2 separate regions of the Pan troglodytes genome follow, and region 1 is linked to region 2. Evidence: chromatin contacts called from public Hi-C data. All regions are on one chromosome and are shown on one strand. Each heading gives the region's core, a stretch centred on a gene start, on an enhancer-like site or on the middle of the called end of the contact. The rest is flanking DNA. Distances are from core to core; before and after follow the strand shown. Region 1 holds the start of CTTNBP2NL (CTTNBP2 N-terminal like). Region 2 holds the start of CAPZA1 (capping actin protein of muscle Z-line subunit alpha 1).

What was found. Hi-C and Micro-C count contacts between places; a contact is called where the count stands out from the background.
Region 1: a contact with region 2 is called in a Hi-C map of stem cell-derived neural progenitor cells, with 12 times the contacts expected there. The contact joins the promoter of CTTNBP2NL here to the promoter of CAPZA1 in region 2. A contact is called at or near these places in 2 of 7 Hi-C or Micro-C datasets (a lymphoblastoid cell line and stem cell-derived neural progenitor cells), 1 of 1 datasets of contacts at active chromatin or transcription factors (stem cell-derived excitatory neurons) and 1 of 1 other capture datasets (stem cell-derived neural stem cells).

What each region holds. Positions count from the first base shown.
Region 1 is chr1:118,796,467-118,801,145 of NHGRI_mPanTro3-v2.0_pri, reverse strand. CTTNBP2NL (CTTNBP2 N-terminal like) reads left to right here and starts at 2,215. Exons shown (of 6, transcript XM_513635.6): 1 at 2,215-2,780.
Region 2 is chr1:118,571,598-118,576,912 of NHGRI_mPanTro3-v2.0_pri, reverse strand. CAPZA1 (capping actin protein of muscle Z-line subunit alpha 1) reads left to right here and starts at 2,716. Exons shown (of 10, transcript NM_001280282.1): 1 at 2,716-2,767. The coding sequence starts at 2,729. It overlaps ST7L (suppression of tumorigenicity 7 like), which reads right to left and starts at 2,693. Exons shown (of 15, transcript XM_063798255.1): 1 at 2,528-2,693.

The DNA.
Region 1 (4,679 bases), core at 966-3,465, 220 kb before region 2:
ATACAAATCTAAGATATTGTTATGAACCATTTTTTACCTCTGCGTACACCTATGCACCAGACTCTAAATTTATTTACAAGGTTTATGTATTGAAGAATCACAGACCTCCATAACTGTCTCACTGCTACAATCTGAAAGATACACGAGGTTCACAAGCCCTGCCTGTTCCCTACTTCTAGGGGTGAAAAATTAAAAGGAAAGCAATCTGAACACCTTCAAGACTCTGAATCCTACAAGGCAGGGATGTTCTCATTTTTGCGGAGTCCTTCTACACTCATTTAGGAATACGCAGAAGGGAAGCCAGGAAATCAGGGGAGTTGCCCATTGCTCTAAAGGAAGTAGGTCACAGAGCACTGCTCCCACCCAGTCAGCCAGGGAAAAGAATGGGTGGTGGTGGGTTAACAGCTACAAAGGGAATGAGGGAAAGAAAGGAGGACCTGCCGGGCATGGTGGTTTACGCCTGTCATCCCAGCCACTTTGGGAGGCCAGCGGGTGGATCACCTGAGGTCAGGAGTTTGAGACCAGCCTGGCCAACATGGCAAAACCCCATCTCTACTAAAAATATAAAAATTAGCTGGGCACAGTGACAGGCGCCTATAATCCCAGCTACTCGGGAAGCTGAGGCAGGAGAATCGCTTGAACCCAGAAGGCGGAGGTTGTAGTGAGAGATTGCGCCATTGCACTCCAGTCTGGGAGACAGAGCAAGACTCCATCTCGATTAAAAAAAAAAAGAAAAGAAAAGAAAAACAAGGGAGGAGCTGATTCACTAGAACAACTCTTAGAGTGACTCAGAAGCCAGCAGAAAATAGCTTGTTCTCCCACATCTGCTTCATTGTCAGGCGATGAGGCACTTCCTCATTGCATACCCATAGGCAGAGCGAAAGGGAGGAGGAGGAAATGGGATTTTTCAAGTTCCTTTGCCTGCTCCAGCACCTAACACTCTGTATTTGTAATCATTTCAGACATTTTGTTTCAAGTCAGTATTTATTGAGTACCTACTCTGTGCCTGGCCCTTCATCTTAGCTTTCAGATTGTCAGTTTTCAGAACACAAGGCATAATGCCTTTCTGAAGTTCAGTATACCCTGCATCATTACTCCAGATTCACTTACACTGCTATTGAGCACCTTCACTCATAGTCTTGCTATCCTTCATATACAGAGATGACCCTCCCAAGCCTAAAATCAACAAGGGGAGGCATAGAGCTGTCCTTCTGGCTCTAATGTTTGCTTTACCATCATCCACGCCCATTCTTAGTCCAGCATGTGAGAGCCAGTGTGAAGTGAGCAGAATATGGCATAAGTATGGAGTCATACATCCTTACTGGAAATTCTTTACCATTTACTAGCTCTATGACTTTATTTGACTTCTCTGAATCTCTATCTTCTCATCTGTAAATTGGACACAATGATGTCTATCCTACACTGTAGGATAGATTTCTCATACAGCACTGAAAATGACATCAAATACCATTAAATGAAAGTACATGGCACAGTGATAACATGATAAATACTTGTTTACTTCTTTCAGACTATAATCGCACAAACTGATCACATCCCTCAGTCAGACTGTAAACTGCATGAGGCAGGCTGCATCTGCCTTGGGGACTGTCTGCCTAGGCAAGCACTAGGTCCCTAATGCTGTCTTGCGAATTATAATTGCTAAGTTTAGGGATAATGTATTAAGTGTACTACATTATTTATGCATTATGAATATTCGTCTCAAATATTTATTATATTGTATTTAAAATAATGTGGTTATTGTAAATGTAACCAGCTGAATCAATCTGTGAGCTGACAGCCATTCTGTGGAAAAGGAATTCAGAAACTTTGACCTTAGGTAGGGATACAACTAGTTATACATCCACTCCCCTCTCTGAGTTATTTGGTCCTGCCTAAGACTTGCTGCCACCAAGATCTGCATTCCTGTGTTCACAAGGCAGACATTCCTTGCATCCTCTGTACTCTCCATTGTTTCAACTTCACTGCAAACACCATTCCCCACAATATAATGAGGCCAAGGACAGAAAACAGTCGCCTCAGCTGGCAAGCATAGGGTGGAAAAACCTGCCACACAAATTTGCAATTATTTGACTTCCGCCTGGAAGGCAGGTCGGCTGGGTTTATGTCCCCCAAAGTTAGTATCCTCTTCTGTACAAAATGTGGTTGAGAGAAGGATGATCTCCAGGTGTTTCATCTTTGCACCCTTGCTTCCAGCACCACGCCCACAGGCGCTTCCAGAAAAAAGAAAAAAAAGGGAGCAAGGAAGCCAGGTTTTTCAACAACGAATTCATTCTAATGCAGACACCAAAGCCCACTTCATTTATTAACATTCTGGATAAAATCCCAATCGATTAGGCCACCAGAGCCCTCCATTCCTAAACTCCCCGTACAGTCAGGTAAAAGCACGAAGCACTAGTCACGGTCCTGCCCAGAAACCACGCAGAGGTGGAAAGTTGCAGACCCCGAGCCGGGAGGGGCGCGAGCCCATCCTGAAGCCCAGGACCCAGGAGGGCGCTTCCTCCCGGAAGTGACGCGAGCTCAATCCCGGCCTTGCTCTTCCCAAACAAAAGGGATCTTGGGGCCCCGGGAGGAGCCTGAATGACTTTGGAGAAGCCCCGCCTCCAGCCGGCGCGGATTGGGGCCGAGGCTGGAGAAGCAAGGAGGCGATTGGCGCTGGTGAATGCCAATGCCCCCGCCGGGCGGCTGAGGGGGCGGAGCCTCAGCCGCTGTGGATGGGGAGTGGAGGCGGAGGGGAGCGGAGCCCGGAGCGTCGTGGAAAGGTAGGAGCAACTATCCCTGGGGCTTGGTGATGGCTGGGAGGCCGGGTTCTCAAGAGCAAAGCAAGGATAGGGGCACCGGTAGCCTCCCGCCGCCGTCTCAACGGCCTCTGGGCCCATCCCCTGAGGGGGCGGGGCCGTCTCCTCCACCTCCCGGTATTCCCCGAGGAGGCGGCTCCTCATCCTTCGAGGGTCCTCACAGCTACTTTTTGTCCCTCGTCGATTCCCAGCTCCTCAGAAGGGGCTTCCCTCTGACACCCCTCATTCAAAGGCGCCTCCCACCCCGCACCTCAGCCTTGGCGGAGAGGACTCACAGGTACCGATTCTCTAGGCTGCCGCCCCCAACCCCATTTTGTACCCCCGGAAGGCCAGACATCCCTCCCTACACCTGTCCCTGCTCGCCAGGGTGGGACTGGAGCTGCTTTCCTCCGTAAGATAAAATTGGTGTTTCCCAAAAAGGAGGGATGGGGCGAAGCAAAAATCAAAGACCGACCTAGACAGCCAGCTTTACGGAGGAAGCGGCTTCTCCCACTTAAGTTCTTCCCATCCCCCATTCTCTGATGCTCAGTCTTCCTCCCGCAGCCCCTCGCATCCTCTGGCCTCTTGTGAGGAGTCGAGAGCTCTCCTGTTTTGGGACTTCTTTGGACTGTGAAAGAGGGAGAACTAGGACCTCCTCTCCTTCACCCTTTGTACCTTCCTTCTACTTTCTGTTCCTTCTGGGAGAACCCAGCCTCTAAGGGTTTCTTAGGTTTGAATTGCGTTTCATTTTTCCTTTTCCACCCTATTTCCTCCCTGAGAACTTGATGAAAAGCCATCTTATATTTCACAGTGAGGTGGGTGTGTTGGATATCTGCAGAGTTGGCTTTGTGTGGGCAGGAATGCAGTATTTGTTGCTTGACAGTCAATGAATAACACCATGTTTTCAAATGAAACAGTATACATAAGTAAATAAGTAGCAGTGGATTCGGAATGAGTATATCCCAGTCTAGGGTGGGCTGGTCCATTGCTCAGGGAGACTGCAGTTAACCTTGAAGGTATACTGCAGGTTGAAACAAAAGACAGGAAGTGTTTGAAGAAAATTCAGGGTCAGTCATCTAGGTTTATGATTAATCTAGTCCTGTGTCCTTTGGTAACTCTCTAACCCCTTTTTTATAGTGTCCTCCCCGCCCCCAGGAAACATTCATGTATATTTTGATTGGTTTTACGATCATCTATCAAAATTTAGAGGATGAAAAGTAAGAACAATTTTTAAATCTCAGAGATAAGAGTAAATAAAGGCAAGGTATTCTAGCTATTCATGTTTACCAAAAAGTGCCTCTCTAGTGTGCTCCTAAAGGTTTTGTCAAGTGGCCTTCATTTCAGCAGGTGCAAAGTATTGATTTTGACCTCATGTTAATGTCGTTGAATCCCCAGTAATTATCTATTGCTAGCGCTTTTATATATTAAAATTTACCATATTTTTAGCATAGTTTCTTTTGCTTCCAATCTCAAGTCTACCTCCCCGCTGTCAGCTATAGCCAAAGCTGATGGCAATAAAATGCAAGGAGTTGGAATCACAGAGGGTGATTGTAATGACTGTTGTCTTTTACCTTCTTGATTAGACTTTCTGAAGGTAGACTTCCTAAAGATAATTACTTTTGAATAGTTAGGTTTGAAGTTTTCAGAGCCACTCGGTGTTCACAGGTCTTCTCAGTGATTGTTTCCAAATCTCCAGTAAGAAAGTACAAAGAAGAAACTGGAGGGTGTCTCTAGCAAACGCAATGTGTGCTGCAATAGAAGGGTAAGACGTGAGCTCCCAGCAATAACAGCAGAAAAAACTAAAAGCAGAACAGAAAATCCCAAAAAGATAAGTTGTATTATATCAACAGAGAACAGAAAATAAACTAAGGTAAGAGACTAAGC
Region 2 (5,315 bases), core at 1,467-3,966:
TGCTTTTGAGAATAAAACTAAAGCACTTATAAGTCATAATTTAGATAAGAACTTTTGCAAGTCTGTAAGAATAAAAAGATAAACAAATATGCTTTTACAAAGGAGGTTCAAAACTACTCCATATTTATTTTGGTAGGATACAAAACCACTGTCTCAAATTAGAGGGAAGGAAACAGCATATGTATTTGGTATATCAGCTAGAGAGGCAAAATGGCTCAAAGAGAAAAGCAACAAACAGAAATCTCCCTGAGTTACTGAAATCCTGGAGCAGATTTTTCACTTCAAATAATTATCTCATAAGTACTGTGGGTTTTAGAAAGAAAATAAAAATCTGGCCAGGTAGGATGGCTCACTCCCATAATCTCAGAGTTTTGGGAGGCCAAGGCAGGAGGATCACTGGTAGCCAGAAGTTCAAGACCAGCCTGGGCAAATAAAATAGACCCAGTCTCTACGCAAAATTTAAAACTCAGCCAGTCATGGTGGTGCACGCCTGTAGTCCCAGCTACTTGGGAGGCTGAGGCCAGAGGATCGCTTGAGCAGAAGAGTTCAAGGCTGCAGTGATCTTGCCACTACACTTCAGCCTGGGTGACAAAGGGAGACTCTGTCTGTCTTTCTCTCTCTCACACACACACACACACAAAAGAAACGTAAAAAAGAAAAATCTATAGTAATCAACTATTCTCATCTAAATGTTGCATATGGTTAACGTAGAAAAATAAATGACAAGTCAATCAGTAACACTGTGCATAGAAACCACCGTTAAGCACTTCATTCACCTGATACAGAGATGCCAAATTAGCTCTTCAGTTTAGCTTAGAGTGCTAGTTATATTTGAACTTGATACCTATCCTCCAAAAAAACCAAAATATTTCCGAACATTAACTCACAGTCTTTCATGTCATCTCTGAACAGGAAAGGGGACATTTGCTGCCTTTTGCTACAGAAAAATCAACCACCATACTGAATCATGTAACAGAAATACTTATATCTTGTTCTGAGGTTGCTGCTCAGATCTTGAGTGAAATATAATCACATGGTAAGGGGACCTGGGCCCTAAACACTTCATCCTGTCTACAGCTAAAGAACAGTACAGTATATGAGAATCCATCAGGATCATCACTTCTTACATGTGTTCGTATTGTCAGCACAGACTACGTAGCAAGTGTTCTACAGACGTCGAAAGAACTAGCAAACCCACTGTTGTTTGTGGCGCTCTCACTTCCTGTACTATTTTATTACTCAAGATAAGCCTAAAAGAACAGACAAAACTATCACGAAAACGATTTCTTAACAGAACTATTTTAAAACAAGAGAATCGTCAATTGAAATCATGCCATTTTCTTTCTCTGAAATCTTTAAATTACAGATGTGCTCATCTTTGTTGCCTGGATATGAGTTCTTTCAGCTGGGCAGCGGGAGACTCAAAGTAGTGACTTTTAAGGGATCCTACCAGAGGTGGGGGAGCCAATATAAATTACGTATCCTCATCTGAGACACTCTTCTGTCCTAATACCTGAAGCTTATACCTTGTCAGGTGGCTTTTCCACGGAAAAACGAGGACATAAGAGAGAGGGCGGACCTTAAGAGTTCTACGGAGGAGCCGGTAACGGCAGCAGGCTTGTCAATCAACTGCAAGGTTGCAGCCCAAAAGAAAAAGAACTCACTTGATCGCTCATCATCGACTCCTCAGAGGCCCTCTAGGACTACCGAGAATCTCTTGCCCTTTGGCTCTTGCCCCCGACATCTCTCCTCGCCCCCCGCCCTGCCCCAGGAGGTCTGGTCCTCTCACCCGCTGCCAAATTCTCACACAGCCTCAAAGGGATCCTCAGAGCGTAAAGCAGCCCCAGCCCCGCCACGAACCACAACGAGGCCCCAGTCCCCGCCAGCCCGGCCCGCAGTCGCTTCCTCCAGCCTAGCGTCGGGTTTAGGCCAGGGACAGATGCAGGAGACGCTCCAACAGCTGCGGCTTCACCCACGCCGCCACGGTCCGCCATCTTGCCGCTATCGCAGGCGCCAGGAGCTGGGAGGGGAGAAGGACAGGAAACCGGGAGTCGGGAATCCTGGGATAGTGGCGGACCTGAAGTTGGCCTCTGTGAAGGCTGAGTCCTGGGGAACCGGGACCGAGAAGATTTCGAAGGTGGAGGAGCGTGTCTCAAGATTGGGGCTACCTATTCTTTCGTGGGGCAGGGAAGGGGCGGACAGCAGCGCCTGTTCTGGAGGAACTGGACTGAGATGTGACCCCGAAGTGAAGTGTTACCGCTTCCAAACGAAATGAGAGTCACCTTTCACACCCCCCCCCCCGGGGTTGGAAAAGCCACCGATCGTTCCAGCTGCCGAGCAGCTCTTAGAGCTTTGGATTCGGCTGTCGTGGAGATAACGGACACCAGAAAAACTTGTAGGAGTAGCAACAGCTATTTGGTCGGATGGAGGCCAGAAGCCAAGAATAATCGAAACACGCTGCCAGCGCCCATTAGATGGATGGGAAATGAGTGTAACTCATTGGGAAAGATATTAGACTTCAAATCACCTAAGGCAAACCCTACTTCCTGGGGCGCGGGCGCGGGCGCTGGCGTTAGGAGACGTCACTCCCGCGCATAACTGACATGGGGCCCTCTTCGTTGGCGTTTCCGGGCGGGTCCTTCCGACGGCCGCCGCGGTGATTCCATCACTCGGCTTTCTTCCCGGCCTGCCTCGCGCCCGTAGCCGGGCTGGGCCAGAACAGCCCAAGATGGCCGACTTCGATGATCGTGTGTCGGATGAGGAGAAGGTAAGGGGTCCGCCTCTCTCTCTTACCTCCTCCCCCGACAGGGAACTGGGGCCCGGCCCGGCTGCGTTGGGAGCCTAGCAGTGTCCCCAGGAAAAAGAAGCTTCTTGGTCCATGCTGACATACGCTCTCCGCAGTCGGGACGCTTCCCTCTTACGGGGCTTTCCTCTGCCTCACGGTGGCCCCAGTTCCTCGTTCCTCGACTCTCCTTTTCTCTCAGGCCTGAGAGGCACAGCCCAGGGGCCTCCCTGCAAGGGAACAGACGTTTCCTTTATTGGATCGTGACTGTGGACTTTTTTCTGTAATTTTGCGAGAGGGTGGTGGTTATGTTGCGACATATCAAAAAGCAGTTATTTTACCGCCTTTAGCAGTTGGGGCTCACCCCATCCCCCCATTTGTAGATATAATTGGGGTTAGTTTAGGGCGAGTCACTTCCTGGTCAGGATGGCCTCTTAACTTCCCTTTTGCTCCTCCTTCCTCAGGAAGTGATTTTGCTGTCACGACTCTTCGACAGGGAGAGGTCCCAAATGTTGTCCATCTCACTACACATGCACTACTTTTCTCCTGTACTGTCGCCTGTCTGATTCGCTATAATAAATCTGTGAGCCTCAGGGCATTTGCTTCAGAATTTGAACACCAGTCTTTCCCTATAGACACATCCCTTTTAACGATAATTTTTGAAAATTTTGTTTCTTGTTAACAAATCTAGAATAGCTGATGGATTTTCTTAACCTCCAGAAAGGTTTTCTGTAACACATAATAAACCTTATGTTAACACGTTCAAGACTGAACAAAGCATCCTGCCTTCTTTGATGCTCCACTGTGGAGTCTTTGATTAGTTGAATTTGTCAGTGTGCAGTTTGTATACTCATTTCTTGAAAAGGGTCTTAAATACAAGAGCACATTCTAAGGTGGAATAACTTTTCTTCTGACAGTTGCACAGTTTCATAACAGTTTGTCAGGCTTTTCAGTAAGTACATGGTTTTAGGGCACGTAGAACTTAGAATGACCTCACAAGGCAACTTATTGGACAAGAATTATTACATTTGTCTCCCACTGTGGCTATTAGAAAATGTGTCCCCTTGAGTGCTCTGTAAATCTACCTGGGTGTTTTTTTCAATAAGAAGTTGGGATGGGAAGGGGACTGTTATGATCCATAAGTCCTCTGTACGGAATAACTTGATATATGTAGATATGGTATGCCATTTTGAAATGTTTAACAAGCCATTGACAACAGCGTTAGATTTTCTCTTATTTGGAAACTGATCTTCATACATGTTTAAGATTTAGGACAAAAACAAACATTTATGTATAAGCCTATGCTGGAAATCGATCTATAATAAATTGTTCTAAGGCAAATAGTTACTATTCAAATAAAATTAAGCAAAAATCCTGTTACAATACAACTAAACAATTTTTTTTTTTTGAGACGGAGTCTCGCTCTGCTCACTGCAACTTCCGCCTCCCCGGTTCAAATTATTCTCCTGCCTCAGCTTCCCGAGTAGCTGGGATTACAGGCACCCGCCACCAAGTCCAGCTAATTTTTGTATTTCTTGTAGAGAGTGGGTTTCGTCTTGTTGCCCAGGCCGGTCTCAAACTCTTGGGCTCAAACGATCCATCCGTCTCTGCCACTTAAAGTGCTGGGATTACAGGCGTAAGCCACCGCGGCCGGCCAAAATTTCACAAATAATTTAAATAATAAACTTTTAAGTTTATTGTGCCTACCTGATACACATTGACCAGTGTTGTTGGATTTTTGTCTTTGATACCAGGTTAGAATGCCTTTAATTAAACTTGGGAAAATATATATTTTAAAATGCCAATTAAGATGCCTTTAGATACTGGCAGTGTTTTAATTAATAACATTAATGTCTTGGGTTATGGTTTTTTTTTTTTTTTTTGAGATGGAGTCTCGCTCTGTCACCCGGGGTGGTGTGCAGTGGTGCGATCTCCGCTCGCTGCAACCTCTGCCTCTCTGGTTCAAGCGATTCTCCTGCCTCAGCCTCTCGAGTAGCTAGGATTACAGGCGCCCGCCACCACGCCTGGCTAATTTTTTGTATTTTTAGTAGAGACGGGGTTTCACTATGTTGGCCAGGCTGGTCTCGAACTCCTGACCTCATGATCTGCCCGCCTTGGCCTCCCAAAGTGCTGGGATTACAGGCGTGAGCCACCGAGCCCAGCCAGTATTGTTTTTTTTAATAGCAGATCTGTGACCAGTTTCCTCTTCTAGCATACTTTTTTTGTTGCCAAGTATATTTTAATATTGTTTTTTATCTTTGTTACATTTTCTAAAGGCAGTGAACCTTTAGAAAATTTGGTGATAATGGACTCTTAATTTCCTTGTAAATATTTATGTAAAAGCTAGTAATATCATCTATTCTCATAACTGCTGAAGTTTTTTTAATCACTTTATAAAGAGGAAGTTGGGTTTTGTTACCTGAAATGGTCATGATGAGCTGTCTAAATAAAACAGGAAGTTGAAAGTGTAATAACTTTTAGAAATAAATCTTTTAGTTGTAGCTTTGAGTTCACAGTTTCTGAGAATGAACTT